2 separate regions of the Mus musculus genome follow, and region 2 is linked to region 1. The links are chromatin contacts, called in public promoter capture Hi-C maps. All regions are on one chromosome and are shown on one strand. The core of a region is the stretch at or near the end of the contact, and the rest is flanking DNA. Distances in the headings are between cores, read along the strand shown. Region 1 holds the start of Rbm46 (RNA binding motif protein 46). Region 2 has its middle 61 kb from the start of Gm29999.

Region 1 (7,163 bases), core at 1,932-4,431:
AGTTTGGGTGTTTCTTAATTATTTATTCAACCCACTAATTTTTGTGTGTTTCTTGATAATTTAGTTACATTGTGCTACCATATTTTTTCATGTTTCCTGGCTCTTTTATTGGGTCTTCCCTGGGGGGAATTCTTTCTGATAAAATAGGAGGATCCTGATTGGGTGAAACCATTGGCAAATGATGTCAGACTCCAGTTTCTTGAATGTAAGTAGGTGTTCCTAACTTCCAGCGAGGATCCTGAGGTTTCTACTGTGTTGTGCTGGTCAGCAGACCATGAAGATGTGCTCGGTAGGTTAATCTAGAGACTGCAGCTCTCCATCTTCCGAGCAGCAGTTTCAGGCTTATAGTTCCTCCTGCACATCAGGATTTGGTCCCCCCCCCCACAATGCTTATTATAGAAGCTTGTTGTGGTTTGAGTATGAATGAGTGGGCTCATCTGTACAGTGTTTGGTCCCAGGTGGCAGTGCAAAGCTGTGGTTGGAGGTGAGTCTAGCTAAAGGAAGTCTAGCTGGAGGCATGACTCTGAACAGCATATTGGGTCCAAGGCCCTTTCCTCTGTCCATCACAGTGAGAAGTCTTTGCAACATGTTCCTGATAGTAACTAGTAACTAGTATAAACCGGAGAAGTCTGGCTTCATCAGAACTCCCTCCAATTTGTACTGATGTTTACTGAGGCTCTGGCAATGGGTTGGATTCCTTGTCATTGATCTACATACAAAGATCTTGATTTCTGTTTTGCTGACATAAAAGCAAGGTTCTCGATCCTAGGGCAATACAGACAGGACATAAAGATACCCCATTTCTGTCACCAGAAAAGTCATTGCTGAAGCACCTACCTTCCCTTAGAGTCCTCTTGATAATGGCTCCTGGTTCAGTGATGGGGCATTCATGGCATTTAGACATTCTGTTGTAGAAAGTCTCACACCACCAAGAGAGAGAGAGTGGGCCAGTGTGCTGGAATTGTAACTGTAACGCCATCGTAAAAACAAAACAAAACACACACTTCTGAGAGGGTATCCGCTTGACTAAAGAGTAACCACAGCAAAGCAGGGCTGTTTCCTGTGCTACTATCCTGTTCTATGCTACGGCTAAGACTTCTAGAAACACACAGGCAGTCGCCACGTTTTTCGATCTTTGCCATGAAGACCAGAGACGGATGGAGGAATCTCTAGCGACACACTGACCTTTGGGTAGAAAATTCACCTTTATTTCTATCAGGCCTAAACTGGAAAGAAAACGTTTTATAAGGACTTTCCATTACTTTTTTTTTTTAACCTTTGGAAGTTTGTATATTATAGGACATTTATGAACCTAACCTCTAAATAATCCCGAAGCTTATATTTCATAAGGGGAAAATAGACGTATATACATCCAAGCTACTCTAACCAATTATTTTATACATCCTTTCCATTTTAAAGAATATTTATTAATTTTAAACTATGTAAAGGTGTGTTTGTGTGTGTGTGTGTGTGCGTGTGGGTATGTGCCCACAGAAGCCAGAGGTGGTCTATCTCCTAGAGGCAGAGTTACAGACAGTTAAAACCATTGGGATTGAATGTGGCTCCTCTGGAAGAACAGCCAGGGTTGGTTCTTAAATGCTGAACCTTTTCTCCTGGTCCCTTCCACTGTTTAACCATTTCTTTCCATTCCCACAGACAGCATAATTTCCCTTTGAGCTGCTGATAGATTTTCTCCTGTTTTCGCCATCAGCAAAGGCTTATCCCAATTCTGGCTTCTTTTCAGACAAAAGAACACCTGCATTTCACATCTTTCTTCATTTGGGTCATCTTTCCCCATAAAGCATCTAAAAATTTCTATTTTGCAGTCTATTCTTAAAGAATTCTCGTAGCATAAAGGTTTCAGATGCCCTCTTCTTGGAAACTTAAGAAATAAAGGCTATTCCTTTATGTTTTGGTTGCAGAAGGCATAAATCTTTTATAGCAGTCAATGAAAAATACATCTGCTAATAAAATTTGCTCAGTTTCTTTAAGACTTTGAGGGAGAGGATGTACCCTGTAACTTGAGTCTTTAACATTGTCTTTCTAAAGCAAGTTTCTAAGGCCTCACTCTAATGACCTTTATGAAACTCTTGTTCACTTGGTTTCCTTTATACTGGGGATGGGGTGTGAAAAGAGAACACACTGGAAATGTTAAGTAGTCCTCCAGGCTACCTCCAAGACCTCATTCACACCTCACAATAAAATATCGCCACCTACTGGCTTCTACAGGCTCCTACAACGACGCTTAAAATCAGCTAGTCTGTAAAATCAAGTCTGTAAAATTCAGACATGAAAATGAATGTGAAGAACCTTTCTTTCCTGGACAAAACAAAACAAACGAACAATGTTTAACAAACCTTCCTCTTGTAGTTTTTGAGGTTAAAAAAATCTTTAAAAACAAAGCCAAACTAGTGTATTAGATGTGGCTCAGGCTTTCAACTTGTTTGGAAAATACTGTGCAGAGCAGAGTTTAGGAATAACTGCTTTCCGAGTTACCAACGCCTCCCAGGTATTGTGCATAGCGTTCTCCTTGGGGGGCACCTTTTGGGATAGTAACATATCACAAGCCGCTTGATGCACACGTTGTGTAAACGCCCACAGCTCTCTTGAGTCGGTTTCCCTGTCTGTAAAACATGCTATAACTTAGTTTTAAAAACCCTGTGAGAACGGACGAAGATGCCCTGGAACTGCTTTTGGCACGTAGAAACATAAAAGGGCTAAAACTCTGTTAACGTTATTTACGATCCCAGTCTCATCATATCTGTTTTAAGGGGAATCAGAAATTAAGGGGCCACCCCTCCCATCCTCATTTACAAAAGTCCCCATGACTGTTTTGCACCCAACAAGGCGTTCAATCAAGATTTGCAAACTTCATCCAGCCAGACAAAGAACTTTCTCAACCTACCTACATCTCCCTTAAGGGAAGCACTGCAAGTTCACTTTGTAACTTTTGTTTAGTAACGCCTTCAAGTCTTCCACGCGCCAAACTTCACTCGCCCAGACTGGCTTTTCTCCTCCTGATTGGCCAGCGAGCGTGCCACTCCAAGTCCCTTTCGCCTGTCGCAAGTGCCTCCTCCGGCCTCAAGCCTCAGTCCCGCCTCCTCGCCCCCACCGGCGGCCGCTGATTGGTCGAGGTGGGGCCACTCCACGTGAGGCACGCTAGGCTGAGGCGAAGAGCCCGTGGCCCCGAGGCGCGAGGACAGCACGAGCGCCACTGGCCACGCCCTGCCCCGTCCGGCCCCGCGGCGACTCCTCTGACCACCGCTTCCGCCCGCAGCGCCGATCCGAAGCTCTGGCGGCGGTTTGTGCTCGTTGGTCCAGGGATTTTTAGGTCTGGCCTCTGAAGACCCGACGGGGTGAGGCGGGAATGGGAGCTGCGGGGGTGACCGGCAAACCGCTGCCAACGGCCGCAGTCGGGGGTGCCCTCGTGCGGGGTCCGGGGCGCCACCGTCGGGCGGTGTCCGCGGGCTGGCCTGCGCGGCCGCCCCGTCGACAGCGGCTCCGGGGTCTCGGGCTCCCTGCGCGGCCGCCCCGTCGACAGCGGCTCTCGGGTCTCGGGCTCCCTGCGCGGCTGCCCAGTCGGCAGAAGCTCCGGGACCTCGGGGTCCTGGCCGCTGCTTCCCGACCTCGCTGGCCTCCCGTCGCCGTTGTGTCCGCTCGCCGCGCCGCCCAGAGTTCCTAGCGGGGGCCGGGCCTCGAACTTTCCGCCGCCCCGACTGGGAAGCGGCCGGGCTGCCTAGGGGATCTGCGTGAGTGGTTGTCGGGAGCCAACTGCCCGACGGGCCGGATAACACTCTTAGTGCAGCCTGGGGTGAGGGAGGACCACGGAGCCGGTCCAGGGGCCCGGTGGATGCTGGTGGACTGGCTTCCTGGTGAATTTATGAGAAGGGGACCCCAGGGGACTCAGAAAAAGCACCTCATTTAGCCTTCTAGAATTAGGTTAAAACCAGGAAGCACTATAGGTAGCATCAAGGTGGTAACAGCCCATCATTTATGAATATGCATGTGGAAATAGGCTAATTTAAATAACTAGCAGTTTTCATTTCAAGGGATTAGGGCAATGAGATGCTTCAGAAACTTCCTTTGTAGTCATAAGAATCAACCTTAGCGCTGTGATAGGTAGATTTGTTTTTAAGTATACCTGTTTAAAATATTGTCTCAATCACTAACTGTGCCACTGAGGACATTCGGATCTTGTTAGCACTGTATTTGCCAAATAACCAACTAATGCCTTATTTCCTGCGTGTGGCCATGTTTTAAGTGCTAATTTTCATATAAGAGTCTTGGACTTTAAAATATTAATGCCAAAATTATAAAACAGCTCATGTAAGGTGCAAACATCCTTATAAAGTAAGAAATATTAAAACCAAGAATATATATTCAACTGTGTATGGGTGAAGTTACGCTTTAAGCGTTCAGTGGTATTGTTTTCATTGGTGGAAAACTTAAGAGGTACCAGAAGTTAAGAAAGGATTGCAAATAAGTAATTTGTGTAAATTAAAAATTTTTAATGCTGTTAACTTTAATATCTGTTGGTTGGTAAGGTAAAAAGATAAGGGGAAATGTGATTTCTGTGTTCAAATTAATAAGACTTCAAATGACACTACAGATGACAGTGTCTTTAGTCAGGAAAGCATTTATAGGTATCTCTCATAAACTGAAAGAGCACATCGCTTTTGGGTTTAGTATTTAACATTTGTTTGCAGTGATTTGAAACAATTTTCCCTGTGTGAGTGCAGCGGCTTGCGTGAGAGTTGGAGCAACTTTCAGGAGTTGCCTCTCTCCCTGGTGGGGTTCAGAGGTGTAACAAGTTCTCAGGCGCAGTAACCCACTGCGCATTGTGACCACAAATGATTTTTCTAAATAGTTGGTTTCTTTTTATCATCCTAAATTTAAGTCAGTTCTTCGTTCGCGAAATACCTAGTACTAAAAGTTTTAAACACTTCACCTTTGCAGTCAAACACACTCATTATTTATAATAGAAATAGTTTAAAATGAAATTGAACTGACTCGTCTCTAAACTTGTATTTATAAAATATTTTAGATGCCTAGGACCACATTTTTAAAAAGTTTTCAACACGTTTTCTAAAGTACCCTATCTCACTGAAATAAATATTGCTCAGAATTGGCACTAGGCAGCTCAGTAACACCTGAAGCAACAAACGTGGAATTTACTGTTCACAAGATACAAATCAGGAAAATATAATATGCTTTGTATAAAGGGGTTTTGTGTCTTAAATTATTAAACTACACATAATTTAAAGACATAAACTTTATATAATGCCCACATTTATAGTGTGAGAAATTTTTGTGATAATGCAGATGACATTTTAGTTTGAGTTAGAATACAAATAGAAGAAAGCCCTTTAGATAAGTAATTTTTCCTATATATTTTGAAAAAAATAGTTACTTGTCTGTTTTTTTACTGCATTCTTTTTGAAAGACAATACAAAAGTGAAGATACATAGTCCCATATATAGTGTGTGATGTTTGTGTATGTGTGTGCACAGGAGTACTGTTGCCTTAGGAGGTCAGAGGCATCAGGTACACTGGAGCTGGAGGTATAGGCCATAGACAGTCTATCCCTGGGTTATAGGGAAGGGCACACAGTTAGTGCGGACACAAGGTCAAGATCTTTTCTACTTCTGTTTAAGTTAGATGAACCTAAAATTAGTAAAGGAGAGATGAGATGGTGTCTCCTAGTCAAAGGAGGACAGTGAGAGCTGTTAGTGATGCCTTTAAAATGTAGCATTATTGTGTGAATAATCCCAGCAATTGAGAGGCTGGGGCAGTTCAAGGTCGCCTGGGCTAAGTAACAAGATTCCTCCCTTGCAGAATTTCACATAGACATTTAAAGATGAATATTCAGATTCAAATTATGTTTGTGGGTGGCTATGCTGTGTCATGATAGAACAGTGTTGAGTAAGACACTGTAGACTTTTGTTTTTGATCACTGCTCAGACTAGATGGCCTTTTTTATTTGTTTGGTTTGGTTTTAGTTTTTGTTTGTTTTTTAATTTTTATTTATTTTGTTGTCAGAGTCTAACTATGAATATCCCTGGCTGTCCTAGAACTCCCCAGGTAGACCAAACTGCCTTCATACTTACAGAGCTCTCCCTGCCTCTGCCTCCAGAGTGCTGTGATTTAAGTTAAGTGCTACCAGATCAGGCCAGACTAGAAGATTTTAAAAGTGTTTTCTGATTTTATTTGGACAGATGAAAGCTATTTTCTCTCTGTGTGTTGTTTCTTCAGACACTGACCACCATTTATTTATTTTGAGTCTGGGTTTCTTCATTGAATGGTAACTGGAGCTGTTTGGTTAGGCAGCTTCAGAGATCTATTACATTTTTTCTTTTTAAAAATATGGGTTCTGGAGATAGAACCCAGGTTCAAACAGTTTTCTGATTGAGCTGTCTCCCTGAATCATCTTTTTTTTTTTTAAATATGAAGAGTAATATCTTAAGGAAAGTTGACAAAGTAGGCAATTTGATGGATAGGATGCAAGTGGGTAGAAATGTTGAAGTGAGGGAACATTTTCATAGACAAATACCTATCTGTCTCACAGTTCATAATTTTACCCATGTTTGTTTCAGTGATTTTTAAATTAGCAAAAATAGTATTTTATTTATCTCACAGGATTATTAAAAGGAGTAAATGGACTATCATCTAAGTCATGTGAAGTCATAATGTCTCTTCAGTTTCTTTATGGAATATGCATCATGTGTCAGGGTACTATGTAGTGCTAGGGAAGTAAAGACTGTACCTTACGTTCTGGGGGAGGCCGAGGGAGGAGGGAGAGTGTAGAGGTAGAAGAGGAGGGGTTATCACAACACTCTGAGGAGTACCTAATTTCCAGTTGGAGCTTTGTCTTGGAGAGACTAGTGGGCAAGTCAAAGGGAGTAGAGGACACTTGCTCATGGTGTCAGTGACCATCAGGGATGACAGATGAGAGTGTGGCACATCTGAGAAGCCACAAATAAGTATGCATTGCTTTGGGTACATAAGAAATGAAGTTGGGAAGGGAAACTCAGAGAAGTCCATTGTGACTTTGCACATGTGTTGGAGTTTGTCTTTAAGGAGCGTTAGGAAGCTAGGCCTGCTGAGCCATGCTTTGCAATCCCAGCACTTGGGAGGGTTGCTGTGGGTTGAAGGCAAGCTTGGGT
Region 2 (7,163 bases), core at 2,669-5,168, 150 kb after region 1:
ATGTTCATTAAAAATGGATTGTGTAATTTGTACTTTATACAAATGCAGGCTGAAGTACTTAGATAAAAGAAGCTACGCACTAAGGTACTATTGAGGCATCTGCTTTCAAAAATTAGAGGCTTAGGTTGTGAATTACATTTGGATTAACCATAATATTTTTTGCCATGGGTATGATATTGTGGAGGCAAAATTGTAAGTGGCACCAGAACATACAGGTATTATTATGAAGAGTAAATGTGTATGAAACAAACACGGAAGCAGACCTGCCTCCGAGAGGTACTCTTCCTACAGAGAGAAAAGTGAACTTCAGGGCCCAGGCTGTTGTAACCATGGTTTAAGTATTTTATATTGTTTGAAAAGACTTGAAATAACTATCGCAGGTAATGTCCTTAAATCTTAACATCATTAATGTAATACTTTAGGAATATTCCTTATATTAGGTGCTGATTATTTTTATATGCTTGAAATATTTCATAATTTAACAAAAATCTCTTCTAAGCAACTTACTTTTACTGAGTAATAACTTTTTGGGGGGGGAGGGAAAGCCAAGTGTGGTGATGTGTGTGTGTGTGTGTGTGTGTCTGTCTGTCTATCTATCTATCTATCTATCTATCTATCTATCTATCTATCTATCTTATCTATCTATCTCTATCTATCTATCTATCTATCTATCTATCTATCTATCCATCTGTCACTCTTGTACTTTGAAATGAGAGGCAGACAGATCATGAGCTCTAGGCAAGCCCGAGTTACACAATGAGACTTTGTCTTAAAACAGCAGCAGCAACCAACAATAAGAACGCCCACAAAACCCAATAAGCCAAATCAAGCAAGCCAAAATTAAACAAAACGGTTATGGTTTGCATCGGCAATGACCCTACAAGTTTGAATTTCTGCCTCTTGGTCTCCAGGTGCTGACCTTGGAGGTGTTCACTGTCCTTGTCCTTTGGCTCGTGGAGCCTCGCTGGGGGAAGCTGGCCACTAGGGATGGGCCTTTGAATGTTATAGGACTTCCTGGTTGAGGCATGCTTGCTGATTGCCTGGTTTGTCTGGGATGTAAGAACAGCTGCCAAGTGTTCTCTTTGTCCTAAAGCCACTCCCTTTGCCTTTTCCACCGTGATGGCTGGATCCTCAGAAACTGTGGGTCAATATTAGCCTTTCCCTCCTCAGAGCACTTCTCTCAGGGACTTTACTCATAGCCATGAAGAAAGTAACTGGAACCGAAGCCAAACCAATATCTACAACCCAGCAGTCTTACAGATTCTAAGTGAAGGCAATTTCAGAGTTAAGAGCTTGTGAGATTTCCTTTCTGAACAAGAACAAGCTATTTTGAACAGTCCTATCAATACTTTTTATATATATTGGACACCATGGGTTTGATGTTGGGGGTAAAGCACGGGCAGATAATTGTCTATCAAGTCTAGGTTATTTCATGGTCATGACTGAGTCAGAGATCCTATAAAACACAACTAAGTGGTTGTATTCTCAGATTGTATTAAGTATCTAAGACCACAGGTTGGTTCTTTTGTGTTGCGTGCCGGCAGTACTCAGTGGTGAATCAGAGTGGGGAACGTTCAGTGCTAAACACGAACAGGCAAGGCAGCAAAGCCGACCACCCTACTCTGAGGAACAGGCAAGGCAGCAAAGCTGACCACCCTACTCTGAGGTGCTGAGCTACCAGCCCAGAGAAACCTGAATTTCTGCTTTTTGAGAACCCTTGGTATTAATTTGTTTTTTGATGGCTTTTGCAGTCATATACAGCTATGTCAAGATAGTAATTTAGGTTAAAAAAGATAAGCCATGATTCATTCAGAGCAACACAAAAGCATTAGAGGCTATTTGGATGTTAAGAAATGTTTGTGATATGACAGTAGAAGCAGCTGGTAGGTCCGATGACTCACCCTGTCCCCATCAGCAGAGGGTCACACCTAATCTTTGCTGTGACTTCTAGCAGATTCTTAATAGAGCCAAAGATGCAACAACCTGTAGCCCCCCTCCTAAAAATTGCTGGGTAAATAGAATTAAGGATTATTGTTGAGAAATAAACTGAAGATTATCTAAGTGAGGAGTGGAGATTTTAAAGACTAAAAATAAACAGATACTGTGTTTAAATTATTTAAAGTGCTAACGGTCCCACAATTTGGTTAGGAGTCCCTTGAGCCTATAGTATGAATGTTCAGGCAAGATGGGAGAGGAGGCAGCACTGTCTTACCAAGGATGCTACAGAGTAGACCTTTGGCTTAGACTGTTTGACTCCCTTGCAAAATAAGGGAATCTGAGCCCTAAGTTTGTAATTTCACGCTTTTATTAGGGTTACTGCAACACAGAGGCTGCAGGTGCCGTGGCTTTCTACCTTCCTCTTCCCATCGGTTTTCCTGGCCAGAGACTTTGGCAAGGCAGACATTTGGCAGTGTTTATATCTAATTTGAGGGCTGCTAAGTTCTCTGTGGCTACGTACACTCAGGCTCATCTCTCTTTGATGACAGAAAAACAGAGAACAAATACCATGTCAAGAGAACATCTGCTTTGCCAGGAAATTAAAAACATACACGTTTACAGATCTAATATTTTATGAATTCATTGGGAATTTTGTACAATGCATTTTTGATCATACTCATCTCCTACCCTCCCCACCCAAACACCTCCTAACGCACCTTCACCTCCCTAACCCCCTCAACATTTTCTTCTCTCCCTTTTTTTCAGATAATGTATCAATTCCACTTTGTGCTGTCCACCCACACATACTCCTGGATGTAGAGCCATCTCCTAGAGCATGGCCACACCATCAAAGCAAGCTGACTCTCTTCCCAGAAGCCATGAACTGTCCACAGCTCCCCAGAGAGGGCAAAGAACTCATGGACCCCTTCTACCACCATGATAGGATGTTGACTGGATTGATCTCCTACAGGTCTTGGGTAGGCAGCTATGTCTGCTGTGGCTCTATGAGTGCAGTGATCCTGCCCTATCTGGAAGACATTGTTTTGAATTGTACAAATAAAACTTGGAAGCAAGGCAACCCGAGGGACAACTGCTCTATATTTCTTATTAATATATTTTAAAGACAGTCCAGTTTATTATAGAGAACATTTTTTTTTTACTGAAATAGCTTCAGCAGCCATGGAAAGACAGTAACATCTGGACTGCTGTTGGAATTGGTTGTTTGAGTGTCTCTTCTTAGCTGCAGAAGGATAGAGCCTAAGGTCTAACCTTGGAATTTGGAGGGCTGCTCCTTTTACTCACTTTTCATCGGAGCATCACGGTGCATGAGTGGGCAGCATCAGAGAGCCCTGATGTTTCGTTTTACCTACCTTGAAATGCATGGATGATCTGACTCAAGGCAGCAGGATTTTCCCCTTGAGTCAGAATGACGCTTGGGTATCGATTGATTCCTGGAGTCCATTCTCATTTACTTTTCAATTCTTTAAAGAATAATTATGTACTTTATTTTACCTCATGTTTGTGAGTATTTTGCCTGAATGTATGTATATGTACCACAACTGTGCCTGGTACCCACAAAAACAAGAAGACGATATGAGGTGGTTTGCAACTGAAGTTGCAGATGGTTGTTCGAGACCATGTGGGTGGGTGGAATTAAAATTTGGTCTTCTGTTCCAGCAAAAAGTACTCTTTACTACCGAGCCATTTCCCCATGAACATACTCATTATCGACTTTTTGGGATTCCAAAAAACCAAAACCAAAACCAAAACCAGTCACATCAAGGAATCAAGGAGAGCCCATTTTTACAGTAAACTGGTGCAAGTGATGGGCAGTGCAATCTGAAATGTCTAAGGTGTCCTCAAGATGGTGGCATTTCTGATTAGGTGAGCAATGATGGAATCAGACCTAGGGAGCTTTGACTGTTATTGAGGATTGGGTTCAGCTATGATGTGCAGTGCACGGACCTGCCAGCAGAGGGCAGTGCAGTAGCCACCTAGGTGGGGAAGAGACATCAAGATGGTAGAATGCAAAACGGTGCCTAGTGAAGGTGGAATAGGCCTTTATCTTAGCAGTCTGGAGGCAAAGCCAGGTGGATCTTTGTGAGTTCGAGGCCAGAATGGTTTACAGAGTAACTTTCAGGACAGCCCACTCAGCACCACCAAGCACCACCACCACCAGTTCAGAGGACACTGGGAAATACTAAATGAAAGGAAGCAAGTGGCTGTGAGCCTTAGAGCCTGGGTTTGATTGTATAGTGGGAAGAAATAATGCTTATTTCTTTTCTTTTGAGGAATAGTTCTTTTGTAATTACTGGTGTTACTCTGAGTGATTGCCATTAAGTGACTATTTTGTTCATTGATGTATTCTTTAAAAAATGTGAGGATCAAGAGCAGCCAGGATCCAGGGAGGACCCATGTGAAACTGTCTTCTAGACAGAACAGGACAGAAGTATTACACGTATGAACTCACAGCAGCTGTGCTTGCCTGGGCAAAATCCCACCAGCCATTGTTGTAGCATGGTGTGTGTGTGTGTGTGGAGGTGTGCGGAGTGGTCATGAGCATCCACTAACTGAGGAGATGTGGACAGTTGACAAAACCCACACCCAGGAGTAGGAGGACAGCACACATTGGAGTTGATAGGTTATTCTAAAATGAAAGCCACAAAGGGGGAGGGGGTGTGCTAAGGAGGTGATGGTGGATCCTGGAAAAGTTATGGGGAGGAATGGGTACAAATGTGATAAAAATACATTATACAAAGTTCTTAGAGGAGAAAGTGGGGAGAAGCCTTGAAGATATGGGCACAGGGGAAAAATTCCTGAATAGAACAGCAATGGCTTGTGCTGTAAGATCGAGAATTGACAAATGGGACCTCATGAAACTGCAAAGCTTCTGTAAGGCAAAAGACACCGTCAATAAGACAAAAAAACCACCAACAGATTGGGAAAGGATCTTTACCTATCGTAAATCAGATAGAGGACTAATATCCAATATATATTAAGAACTCAAGAAGGTGGACTCCAGAAAATCAAATAACCCCATTAAAAAATGGGGCTCAGAACTGAACAAAGAATTCTCACCTGAGGAATACCGAATGGCTGAGAAGCACCTGAAAAAAATGTTCAACATCCTTAATCATCAGGGAAATGCAAATCAAAACAACCCTGAGATTCCACCTCACACCAGTGAGAATGGCTAAGATCAAAAATTCAGGTGACAGCAGATGCTGGCGAGGATGTGGAGAAAGAGGAACAAGACTTCTTAATAGCTAGCTTTGCAGTTAGTGGTCTTAGCCTGGAGACGGGCTGTACCAGTGTAAGCTATAGATGGGCACCCCACTGAGAGAGAACATAGGGGGTTCTCCCCATCCCTGTTTCTCCTTTTCCTCCTTCTCCTGTACAGCTCAGTGTGTGTGTTTTGCATTGTGAGGTCCGGGTGCTATGTCCAGGGTGGGTTCATTCTCCCGCCCCTTTGTAATAGAGATGGTAATAGAAAGAATGATTATGTTCGTGAATACCTGTGTCCTTTTGTGTCCTTAGTATTTCTGGGACAAGGGCCATAGAAATTTTTATCAAGATTTGTTTTAATAAGTGTTTGAACATTAAAGGAAATGAGTAACAGAAGCACATAAAAGGCCCTCACCAATGTAGCATACTGCAATTTCATAACTGTCCCATCTTCAAAGTCACACTTTAAAACCCCTCTGGTCAGCTGACTTTTTTTTTTTTTTTTTTTTTTTTTTTTTGCCTACTTCCCAAATTAGGGCTGCCATCCATTTTTCAGATTTGATCCCTTTATTCTCCTTTGGTGGAGAATAAAGAAAATTTCCCTCTTAATGTGTCTACAAGATCTAGCATCTTCTTTCTGTGCCTGCTTTTAATGAATCATTATGTTATTTACTGTCCATTCAGCTGTGAGCAATCTCCAGCATGAGGCCCCGAGCGCTGGCCTCAGCACATAGCCTCTCTGGCGAGAGGTCTGAACTCAAGCCTGCTGGTTTTCACTAGCAGACTATTTCTGTTATTTAGGGCTGGCCACCGCAGACTCCCTGGAAACAGCTTCCTGGTGTGTCCTGCTGTTTGTTAGTCTTAAAAGGCATCCATGGGGCCTCCACATATATCAGGTATTTTCCAAGGGTCTTCTGGATAATGGAACAAAACTGCACCCTCTTCACTAGGCCAGAACCTGGAAATCAGTTTGCTGATGAGGGCACCGTTCCTCCTCCCGCAATTCTCAATGGTATCTGTATCCTGAGCTATCTTTTTGTTTGCTGGAGATCTTTTTCTGTTCAGCCACCTCACTCTAGGCTTTAAAAGGCCTTTGTTGAATGTGCCTTCTGCAGTTATCAGAACTCCCGTTTCAGCATGGGGTTATGAAAGTTCCATTTCTTGGCTCCATTCTATTCTTAGAATTCTAGGGACTCTACAACCTTCTAACATATTGAATAGTTCTCATGCAAGGTACTCTAAGAGTGACTCTGAGAATAAATGGAATGAGGTTTTCAAGCTATTTGAAGTACATAATTTAGAAGCTCTACTTTCTGTTTCATTTTGGTACTTCTTGTGAGTGTGTGGTATTCTTTTCTTTGCCTGCTTGCCTTCCTACAACATGGTGAAGACAGTTGTGTGACCCTTAAAATAAAATCTCAAGTCAAGAAGTAGTCGGAAGACTGAAAAGGGAAGGCATGAATGTGCCTATGCACTTCATCTACTTCAGATCTATGAGATCTACAGGGGTTCGCTATGCTGGAGAAAATGTTCTGAATATGGCTCAGGAGAAAATGTCATGGCACAACAGACACTCTATACATGCCTTTATGCCTTATTACCATGTGTGCAGGCAGTGTGTTTCAGACCCATGTGACGGCCAGAAAAACCTAGGAAACTTTAAAAATGAAGTCGTCTGCTAAGGCAGATGGTGTGGTATACATTTGTGATCTAGTGATGGGGAAGCAATGGTAGGAAGATGTTAGCCTAAGAGTAGCCTGTGCTGTGTAGTGAGACTGTCTCAAAAGCAAAGAAGCAAACTCCGACATAACCCAAACTATTTGCTACCCAAGACAATGGCATGCGATAAGTTCTGAATATCGGCTGCTAAAATATTCCTCATTTTATTTTATAGGAACCTTAGCAATCCTTGCATGGTGGTTTTAGCATTACAACGTCAGGATGGATGTGATGACACATGCAATTTTAAAAAAATTATTTATTTATTATATGCAAGTACA

What was found. Promoter capture Hi-C pulls out the DNA fragments that hold promoters and counts their contacts.
Region 2: a contact with region 1 is called in a promoter capture Hi-C map of hippocampal neurons, with 2.2 times the contacts expected there. The contact joins the enhancer-like site here to the promoter of Rbm46 in region 1. A contact is called at or near these places in 4 of 39 promoter capture datasets (hippocampal neurons, liver and neutrophils), 2 of 484 Hi-C or Micro-C datasets (bone marrow-derived macrophages and cerebral cortex) and 2 of 9 other capture datasets (adipose tissue and liver).

Annotation. Positions count from the first base shown.
Region 1 is chr3:82,872,501-82,879,663 of GRCm38.p6, reverse strand. Rbm46 (RNA binding motif protein 46) reads left to right here and starts at 3,181. Exons shown (of 6, transcript NM_001277170.1): 1 at 3,181-3,356. Rbm46os (RNA binding motif protein 46, opposite strand) reads right to left here and starts at 2,959. Exons shown (of 4, transcript NR_040382.1): 1 at 2,906-2,959; 2 at 838-967.
Region 2 is chr3:82,722,501-82,729,663 of GRCm38.p6, reverse strand. No RefSeq gene overlaps it. Among named protein-coding and RNA genes, the nearest start is that of Gm29999, 61 kb to the right of the region's middle. Within about 2 kb of position 3,918, at least 3 of the 459 cell types and tissues checked have an H3K27ac peak or open chromatin away from gene starts, as enhancers often do. A contact at or near this core is called in hippocampal neurons, where this site is marked.